3 separate regions of the Mus musculus genome follow, and regions 2 and 3 are each linked to region 1. A link is a contact called in public Hi-C and promoter capture Hi-C data. All regions are on one chromosome and are shown on one strand. Each heading gives the region's core, a stretch centred on a gene start, on an enhancer-like site or on the middle of the called end of the contact. The rest is flanking DNA. Distances are from core to core; before and after follow the strand shown.

The links. Hi-C and Micro-C count contacts between places; a contact is called where the count stands out from the background. Capture Hi-C pulls out chosen DNA fragments and counts their contacts.
Region 2: a contact with region 1 is called in a Hi-C map of CD8 T cells, with 7 times the contacts expected there. The contact joins the promoter of Noct here to the promoter of Ufm1 in region 1. A contact is called at or near these places in 2 of 39 promoter capture datasets (liver and pre-B cells) and 1 of 484 Hi-C or Micro-C datasets (CD8 T cells).
Region 3: a promoter capture Hi-C map of liver shows a contact between it and region 1, with 2.3 times the contacts expected there. The contact joins the promoter of Naa15 here to the promoter of Ufm1 in region 1. A contact is called at or near these places in 1 of 39 promoter capture datasets (pre-B cells), 1 of 115 datasets of contacts at active chromatin or transcription factors (pro-B cells) and 2 of 9 other capture datasets (adipose tissue and liver).

The regions. Positions count from the first base shown.
Region 1 is chr3:53,861,970-53,865,303 of GRCm38.p6, reverse strand. Ufm1 (ubiquitin-fold modifier 1) reads left to right here and starts at 1,497. Exons shown (of 6, transcript NM_026435.5): 1 at 1,497-1,555; 2 at 1,634-1,690. The coding sequence starts at 1,554.
Region 2 is chr3:51,222,612-51,225,945 of GRCm38.p6, reverse strand. Noct (nocturnin) reads right to left here and starts at 1,499. Exons shown (of 3, transcript NM_009834.2): 1 at 659-1,499. The coding sequence starts at 842.
Region 3 is chr3:51,414,246-51,417,579 of GRCm38.p6, reverse strand. Naa15 (N(alpha)-acetyltransferase 15, NatA auxiliary subunit) reads right to left here and starts at 1,564. Exons shown (of 20, transcript NM_053089.3): 1 at 1,204-1,564. The coding sequence starts at 1,257. LOC108168868 (a long non-coding RNA gene) reads right to left here and starts at 1,197. Exons shown (of 2, transcript XR_001783830.2): 1 at 806-1,197.

The sequences.
Region 1 (3,334 bases), core at 248-2,747:
CTCTGGACTGCCAGGACGACTTTCCATCCAAGACTTATGGTGTCCTTTTCAGCGTTGTGTCACATAGTTCCATACTTGAGCAGATACAAATTTTATTTAAAATATATGTGTATTCTTAGAAACAAACCAAAATTTGTATTCTAACTTTGTGTTATTTCAATAGATGGCACGGGTAGACAGGTAATTTTGTCTTCAGAGACAAGACTTTAGTCATACACATTAACTATGTAGTTTTAGCTGTTAGAAGATACAGGCCTTGATATCCATATCTACAAGTCAGTATATGTCTCTTGGATTCACTACATGGCATACAGCAGGAGAATATTGGAGTGCTACTTACAGTCAGCACCAGAATTCTCACCTTTGGGAGAAAACATTATAGACCATTATAGAAAACATTACAGGAAAGATGAGATGTAGTTCCAATGTTCTTAAGGGAGCTTCTAATCTATCAGGATTTCTCATGAAGAATCCACCTGTCATTCTAAAGTTTGACTGGGTCTCCTCTTGGTTCAGTGCCTATTTCTGGCTTCATCAACTTACTGCAGTATATATTTTTTAAAGGTATAGTTATTGTGAGATGGAATGCTTATCTTGGCGTTTACATTGTGATAAAGATGAAAGACAGCTTTCCCCTCTCACGATAGAAATCCAACCGACTGACAGATGCTAAAGGACTTATGCCTGATTGCTTGGGATCACAGCCTTTGGTTATGTCTGGTGTACACAGTGAGCTCAGCCTTTAGTTTAGTGCCTGCTGTACACAAGGTTCATTGGTCAGCTGAACAAATGTACCTGATTGGCAACCTTGCATTAGAGTTAAAGTCTATTTGGACACATCAAGAACAACGGGATATAGTAATGATTTTTTTTTCCCTCCAAAACCTGCTAGTGCTAGGATACAATTTTTTCTTCTGGGCCCTAACAGGAATCTCAGCATAATTCTATCGTGATAACTTTCTTTTGAAATTATTAAAAAGTCTGTAGTGAAGTGTGAAGTATGTGAAGAAAACTATAAGGTTAATACGGATGGAAATCGTATTATCAGAAATGCTAGAAAGATCAAAGAACGTTGTTAGTTAAAGCAACTGAGTCCAGCTTCTCTAGTATCTATCTGTGCCGGCTGCTAGGTTGCTTAGCAACTCCGCAACGCTTCCTCATCCGCCCGGACCTTGAGTCCCGGCCCCAGTTCCGCCGCCACGTCCGGCTTCGACTCAGTCCCTACTTCCGCCGTAACCAGCCAGTGGGGACCTAGCGGCCGCTCTGTTTGACATCCCTTATATTGCCTGACTAAAAATGTGTCAGTGAACTACCAAAAGTAGAAACATATCCTCTCTCTACCATTTACACTTCAACTTGATACAGACACACTCAGAATGAAATGTCTAACTGTGGGCTATCGGCCTTCTGTAGCCTGTGAGCTCCGACACAATTTTCAGGCGCTGTGTGGATAGCCGCGCTGGAGGGCGACGTGGGCCGCGAAGGCCCCCGCTGCCGGCCATCAAGGAAGCGCGGCGGGCGGCTGGGCGCGGTGTGTGTCAGGCGGTTCCACCATGTAAGTATCCGTCCCTGTGTCCCGGCCTTAACCCCGTGGCCGGTCCCGACCGTAACGCCTTCTCGTTCTCTCCGGCAGGTCGAAGGTGTCCTTTAAAATCACGTTGACGTCGGACCCGCGGCTGCCGTACAAAGTGTGAGTGACAGGCAGGGCTGGAGCTGGCCGGGCCTGGCGGGACAGAGGGGGACAGGAGGAAGGGTGCGGCATTTCTGCTGAAAGCCAGTGGCCCCTCGCAACGCTCTGGGTGGGCAGGTGCAACGGGAAGAAGGTTGGACGAGGATGGAACCCGTTTACTTGATTTAAAGGTCTTTACCTGGACCAGCTGTTACCGGAAGTTAGGGAGGACTTCCCAAGTCTGGACTTTTGACAGGTCCGACCCGAACACTCTTAACTTCAGTTTTTTTGCTTTGTTGTGTATAAACACAACGACTGGGTGCCTAGGTGCTGAACTCCCAGTCACACACACTTGGATCTTTATAAAAAGTGCTTAGCGGGATTGGGAAATGGGGGTGTAGGACCTTGTGTCCTTGTTGGGCCCTTCCTTGTGCTTCAGCAGTTCAGTTGATGGCTAACACAGGTTACCCAGCTCCATCTTAGTATGATTTTTAAGTTGACCCCTTTTGAGTTCCTGCAGCTGGAAGACCTATGCTAACCTGCGACAGACCAGGGTTTCCATAGATTTCATTCATGACGGGTTTGGTGGCACCAAGGCCCAGCTAACTGAGCTGAGAGCAGCTGTCATCGTTTTCTGAAGTTTCCCACCCGTGATCCATTCAGCCTCGTGGCCTGTGGTTCCCTTATCTTTCCATGTCTAAAATGGTCTACGTATCCCTCGTCTCTCCCGTAAGGGCTCATTCTAAACGGTTGTCTTCAGATGGCTGTATTCTCTTCCTCTGGATGATGTACCGCAGTGTGCCTTCAACAATAAAAGTTAAAAGTTTTCTGTCACTTTTGCCTCCCTAGTGCCATACCCACTCATTTCGTGTGCAGACGAAAGTCTGTAGTCTAGGTTTTTTTTGTTGTTTTTTGTTTTTTTTTTTTAAAGATCGTTTCTTTGCTAACTCCCAGGAATCTGATAGCCACCTCTCTGATAGCTTGGAATATTTTGCTTGGTGAAAAACCAAATTTATGTTCTCTGCACTTAACTCTGTTCCTGAAGAAATTACAATAGTGCTGATGAGTTTTATGTGAAACCCTCATAACTGGCACTCGACTGTGCTCCCCTAAATTTTCTCATTTTCCTATCCACAGAAAGTATTTTTGTCTTATTTCAAAATTTCCACAGCTCCTTTTCCCACCATTCAAAAGAAATCAGAGGGGACGCCTCTCACTTTTATGGAATGCCCGTAAACATCTCCCATGCCTTTACAAGAAAGCACATAGCTACTGTTGGGAAAGCCCCTTTCTACAGTCTTCCTGCTTTGTTCTACTGAGGATTAGGTTATTAATTAACATTTGGAAGGAAAAATGCTAGCACAAAAAATTCATCTGCGCTTCTGAGAAGAGAAATCCAGGCTTAGCCCTACAAATGTTATATGACATCGATGTTTTATGTGTTGACAAATAGAAACGTTTTCTCTGCTAGAGAGGTGTCTGGTTTTTGTACTTAATTAACACTGCCTTTAACATTTTTATTTTAAAACGTTAGACGAGAAGCAATAAAATAGACCAAGGCTATAGAAAAGTTGGCCTTGCTGACAGATCTCCTCCTGGGCATACTAGCACACCTATAATCCCAGCATTTGTGAGGCAAAGGCAAGCTAATTCTCTGGGTTGGAG
Region 2 (3,334 bases), core at 250-2,749, 2.6 Mb after region 1:
ACGGCAATAACCTAATTTGAGGTAACAACCAAATTACACTTTCTAGAAAAGTACTATGGAATAATTGCTGGTTCTGAAGGAGCGCCTACATTAAGTAATTGCTAGATTTGAGGGAGAAACTACTCATTTAAAAGCCATACTTGATTTATATGTAGTTTGTGACCGTCGCAATCTGCTTTTAGGCAGAAAGGAGACACTTAAAAAACACAAGATGATGTACAGAACTGACTTCATGAAAGGTTGATTTACCAGGGATTTAAGACGAAGTGGAAGACTCCCCCCCTTCCAAAACATAAATAAATTAATGAGCGTAACGAGTTAACATGTGCTATTACTACCAGGGCTTTGAGAAGATTCAGAGCCTGTAGGCCCTGCAAACCCAAGATCATGCCATTTTTAGATATTTTTTCCCCTTCATGAGGATGTCCACAAGCCGTCTGCAACCAAAGCGTTACCGCCCTGCATCGGGGGGTGGGGGTGAGGGGTAAAGCAAAACGTTAGCGACTGGGGTCACTGTGGCCACCGGGGATTCAGGGGGATCAGACACGAACGCGGAAAGCGAGGCCCCCTGAGCGGCGTTCCCTCCCTCCCGACGCGACGCCGGGGTGAACGCAGGGGACCAGCCCGCGGCGCCCATTCATTCCGCGCTCCCGCTCACCTGTTCGGGGACGCGACCTCGCGGCGCCCGAGGCCGCCGCCGCCTGCAGTTGCGGGGACTTGGGCCGAGATCCGAGCACCGGCGGGGCGAGCGTTCGGCGCGGGCCGGGCACGAGTGTGCGGCGCAGGCCGGGGGCGTCCCTGAGCAGCAGGGCCGAGCAGAGCCGCCGCGGGCTCTGATACATGCCGGGCGCCGCCGCGCTGACGAGCCGGGCCGAGCTGGGCGGGCGACGGTGGGGTGGGGGTGGCGCGGGACCGCTGCGCTGCGGGGTGTTCCTTCCTCCTCGTCCCTCGGCGCCGACCGGGCGAGCTGTGCCGGGAGGCAGACGCGGCGGCGGCAGCAGCGGCGGCTCACTGAGGCGAGGGAGCTAGCGCCGGGGAGCAACCGGCGAGCGGCGGCGGAGCGGGCGCTACCACGCGGTGGCTGCAGAGGGGGGGATCCGCGCGCACGACCAGGGCGCAGTCAGACCCGGACAGCTCCGGCCGAGAATGGACCGTCTGGATCAGTGACAGCGACTGTAGATCTCCCACGGGGCGGAGGCTGGGGGCTGGCTGACACCGCGGGGATTCGTTAGAGAGGCGTTCCGGGAGCCTCTGTCCCCTCCCGCCGGCTGCAATGGGAGCGTCCACAGGCTGGGAATCCCGGGTTGGTGCCAGCGCTGAGTGTGTGCGAGCGCGTGTCTGGGAGAACGTCCTCCCCGAGCTGTGGGCTCCACGCTCCGCGGTGCTGAAGGAGATTAGGCACCAGGACGCGCTGGCTACTTGTGTGGCGGCTGCGACAAGCATCCGCCCCTCAGGCACGAGAGGCGGAAACGGACTGCAGGGCGTTGAGCGTCAGTCCTGCCAGAAGGTCTGGTGGAATTGGCCTTGGAGCTAGCTGGGCCCTGATTGGAGGGCTGGAAGTCACACCTGGGAGACAGCACTGTAGTTATGGAAAATGAAGGCTAAGGGAATTGGGGAGGGGGGGGGGAAACAAAACAAAACAACCCCCCCCAACCCAAAACAACTGCTTGGGATGGGCCAGACGTAATTTGGACTGTTACCGAATTTAAAGCATTATCCATCCAATAAACCACTGAAAAAGCCAAATTGAAAGTGGAAAGCAGGTGCGGCGGTGAGGGCGACCGCCTTTAATCTCAGCACTGGGGCAGGGGCCCGGATCTTCAACATGGTCTGGAGAGATCCGGCCGGCCAGAGCTACACAGTGAAGCTCTGTCTCAAAATAAAAACAAAGAAACAGAAAAACACCAAACAAACAAAACCCTCAAAACAACAACAAGAATACAAACGAACAAAACTGAAAAAAGGAGATGTACTTAATATGCCCACATGGGGTAGAAGGACGAAGAGTTAACCTCTCTCTGGGATCCCAAAATGAGATTAAAGTTCAAATAGAAGGCCAGGGGTATGCACATCTCAGCAGTCCGGGTCAAAGCGATCTGACTAGATAGAACTGTGTGAATTCCCGCTTCCTGAAAGAATTCCCCCTCAAGCAAAGGCCTTTTCCTTTTCCCAGCAGGAGTTTCCTGAAGGAAATTCCCATTTCTTGGGGGGTCCATTGTTTCAATAGTCTGAGAGTCAGATGCACACACCCACATTCTCTTGAGAAAACCCTTATTTTTGTCAGCTCTGTTGCAGGGATGCTAGGATATGGTCAGAGCTGTGTTTTAATCGGATGCCATATGTTCCAGGAAAATGCTGGAGATGTTGCTCAGTGGTGGAGCACTTACACAGCACTTGAGAGGCCCAAGACTCACATTCTCACCTAAGGGGGTATGGAGAGGGAAGGGGTGGGGGGAGGCGGAGAGGGAAGCAGGAGAGAATGAGTTGAAGAAATACCTCAGGTAGGTTGTGTAAGGAGTGACTAACCCTAACCGGGAATGGAAAAGAAACTTTGAATGAGTATCGTCACCAAGGATTCAAAATGCTTTCCAGACCTGGCCTAAAACATCTAACACCCACAGGATACGGATGAATCAGCTGACAAGCCGATGACAGCATCGGGGCCAGGAACTCCTTAGCTGGTCATTATTAGCGTCTGAGGCTCAGTTTTCTTATCTGTACAGCAATCAATCGCCCATGAGTCATTAGGCAAGGCAAAGGGTCATAAGAAGGTAGCAAGTGCTTTGCAGATAGAACAAAATACAGCAGTTGGTTTACAGTTTAGGTAATGGATCTATGGATGCTGACTCCCTCCCTCCCCCAACCCCCACCACACACCACATTTTCTCCCCCCCCTTCCCTTTCTTACTCCTGTAAGCAGTTTGTCAGTAGCCAAGAAAGCACAGCAGAGGGAGCAGAGAGGGTCAACCAGAACTTGTAATGAATGAGACAGCCTTAAGGAAATTAGATACTCCATGAGCGAATTAATTAACAAGTTTAAAAGTAGTTTGAGGGCTGGAGAGATGGCTCAGTGGTTAAGAGCACCGACTGCTCTTCCGAAGGTCCTGAGTTCAAATCCCAGCAACCACATGGTGGCTCACAACCATCCGTAATGAGATCTGATGCCCTTTACTGGTGTGTCTGAAGACAGCTACAGTGTACTTAGATATAATAATAAATAAATCTTTAAAAAAAGTAGCTTGAGTGGAAGTTTCCTGGGTAGATAAAGCTGTTCCCCACCCAAGCCATAGGCTATTAGAGCGCCCAGTGCCAGCTATGGGCTACTGTACATATA
Region 3 (3,334 bases), core at 315-2,814, 2.4 Mb after region 1:
AAAAAAGAAAAAGAAAAAAGAAAAAAAAAAAAAGAAAAGAAAAAGCCAAATATCTAATCTCCTTATTTTGTTGTCAAACGAATTATAACTGCAATCTAAAAGGCTAACACACACACACACTCCAAAATTCAAGTCAAGTTTGGCGAATACACTTAATTCTTTCACGCACAAAAAAGTTTGTATAAAAGAAGCTACCCTCACACTAACAACAAAAACTGCTACAATGTATTAATGACAGAGCCGATAAAGCAGGGCATAGTTTACAATGTAAACAGATTCAAGCCCATACCCCCGCAAGTTATCACTGCGTGTATTTTTATGCAAACCGCAAACATCTGAAGCACAGGGGATGAGTTTGAGATAGCGTCAACAAGATCCATCTTAGAAGACACTTCTATTATCTCCTGCTAAGTTTTTGCACCGCTATTTTTAAAACTTCAGAGTAAGGGGTGGAGGGGGAGTCTGTACTGAAACTTCCTACCGGACCGCCCCTAGAAATGAGTCCCACCTCCCGGAGAAGGGTGTCGGGGTGGGGCCGTTTTGCTCTCCAACTAACAAACAAATGCTGCGTTTCCCACTCCCAAAAAAAGAGGCCGAGGGGCTGCAGGATCAAGTATGCAAGTGCCTGGATGGAGGTGACAGAGTAGCCTCCGCTTCTACAAGAGTCCATTCTTTCGAGTCCAACAGTGACCCCCGGCCGGGCGGGGACCGGTGAATCCCAGATGGGGAGGAAGAGGGAGGGACGGGGCCGGAGAGGGAGAAGTGCTTTCAAGCAATGAATGAGTCCCTGCCTCGGCCACACCACCTGTTCCTTCCGAGGGTGCCACCCCGACCAGCCGGCAGAATCCCTGTCCGGAGCGGGGCCGCGACTCCCGGCCCGTGCGGCCCGCTGCCCCGCTCAAGGCCAGGCTGCTCCTCCCTTCGCTCTAGGAGGGTAAACGGCAGCCGAGCCGTGCGGATGCCGGGGAGTCGGGGCCTAGTCCGGAACCGAGGCCTCGAAGCCCGCGGGCCGCGGCGCGCGGACGGAGGTGGGGGCGCTCCCGGGGCGAGACGAGAGCTGAGAGTGCGCCCCGCCAGCCAGCACAGCCGAGGTGGGGTCCCCGCGGGGTGGCCGGGTGCCCGCTCGCCCGCCCGGGCTCGGGGCTGACAGGCCCGGCTCCCAGCGAAACCATCCCCGGTGCCCGCTCGCCGCCTCACACTCACCAAGATCCGCTTGAAGAGCGCGTTCTCCTTGGGCGGGAGGCTCACGGCCGGCATGGTTCCGGCTCCTCCCGCGGCTCCCGCCACCGCCCGGCTCGCTCAGTCCGTTTGTCCGCCCGCCGCCGCCACTGCCGTTCCCGAGCTCACTTCAGCCTTGAAGCCTTCACTCCGCCGCCACTAGGCCTCCGGGGTCGCCGCGCCCGCCCTGTCCTGACACTCCCTTCGCCTCTTTTTTTTTTTCTTTTCTTTTTTTTCTCTCTCTCTCTCTCTCTCCTCCTTTTCCCCCTTTCTCACTTAACGCCGCCGCCACCTCCCCCCTCCCGGGTCTCCGTCGGCGGTTCACGTGGTAACTGAAAAGACCGACAGAGGCAGCCAAAATGGCGGACTCGGAGGGCTTTCCCACCCGGGTCACACCTCCCAACGCGCAGGCGCGGTGACCCGCTCTTCCCCACCCTCGATGCACCGGAGCCTGCCGGGAACGCGGAGGCCGGGCCGGCCTGCGGAGCCGCGGATTTCAGAGTTGGCTCTGCCGGTCCTGCCAGTGCCGTGTGCCTGGGAGGGCCGCCAATGACGCTTCCGCCGCCGCCGCCTCCTCTCTGGAAACAGACTTTCTGCCCCTTCTCGCTAGACCGGCCTGCCTTTCTCTCGGTGGGGTAGACTCACCCAGATGGTGTCATCATAGCTTGAGTATCAAGTGCCAAAATGGAGATGTTTTAAGAAGAGGTATAATGGTTCTAGGCCCAAGTGCCTGTATTGTGTACAGAAGGGAGCGAAGGGTAATTTGTGAACCGATCCGAAAAAGAGGGCTTAATCATCTTGAAAAGCCTCTAAGAGCTTGACCTATGAAATGGGCCCCGGCTGGCTAGGGTATCAGTGATTTTTGTTGACTATTGCTAGAGATAGCCAGGAAAGGTGTTGGCCAGATCCGAAGTGACATACTTATACTGCCAAAGGAGCCTCTGAAGGTTGAGGTATATTTATTTCATTGCTGAAGTCATATAATGCGAGGTTGAGGAACTGGCTGTGTGAGTCACCTTAATGTGGTGGAGTTGAGGGCCGAGACTCCTGGAGTTGGCTTCTAATTCATGCTTAGGGTTGTATCTGTTGAACTGCCTGTTAACAGAAATCCTCAATCCTTAGAGGCCAGACTCCACTGAGCAAGGTCAGGCCTGAGAGAGAAGAGGATCCAGACGTTTCATTACAGTTAACAATAAAACTTTACAAAATGGCAAGCCATTGAGTCACAAGAGCCATTTTACCCTTGATTATCTCATGTGGACCTTCTAGTAATCTGTGCATCCTGAGTCATAAAGATGTGCAGCAGTTTAGCTCCTTTAGGTCTGTTTTTGTTTGTTTTGTTTTGAGACAGGATTTCCCAGTGTTTCCCTGGCTATCCTGGAATTCGATCTCTTAAAAACCAAAAAGGGAGCAAGCTTAGAGCAGGCAAATCCTGGGGTATCCTTGAACACTAATCTCTCTAAAGATTTAGGAAAATTAAGTTGGTGAGATGGTTCAGTGGATTAAGGCACTTACTTTGCAAGCCTGACAGCCTGAATTTGACCCCTGAACTCACATGAAGATGGAAAAAGAGAAAAGGCTCCAAAGAGTTGTTCTCTAACCTCCATGTTGGCACACATAAATAACAAGTGAATTCTGGGCTGGAGAGGGAGTTCATAGGGGAAATGACCTGTTACTCTTGCAGAGAACCTAGGCTGGGTCCCAGCACCTCTGAAGAGGCCAGGTATACACAGGGTGCTCGCACAGACAAAAGGCTCATGCATATAAAATAGATAAGCCTAGAAGAAAATCCTTCACATACAAAGATGTAAGTAAATAAATAGCTTTTCTACAAGTGTGTGCTGTTGAAGAGCTAACCTGGTGCTTTATGCATGCCAGATAAGCACTTTTTTGTTGTTGTTTTTTTGAGACAGGGTTTCTCTGTGTAGCCCTGGCTGTCCTGGAACTCACTCTATAGACAAGGCTGGCCTCGAACTCAGAAATCCACCTGCCTCTGCCTCCCAAGTGCTGGGATTAAAGGCATGCGCCGCCACTGCCTGGCCAGATAAGCACTTCTACCATTAAGCTAGCTATACCCACAGCACTAAATGCAAATTTTGTTTTTTCAAATTGTACA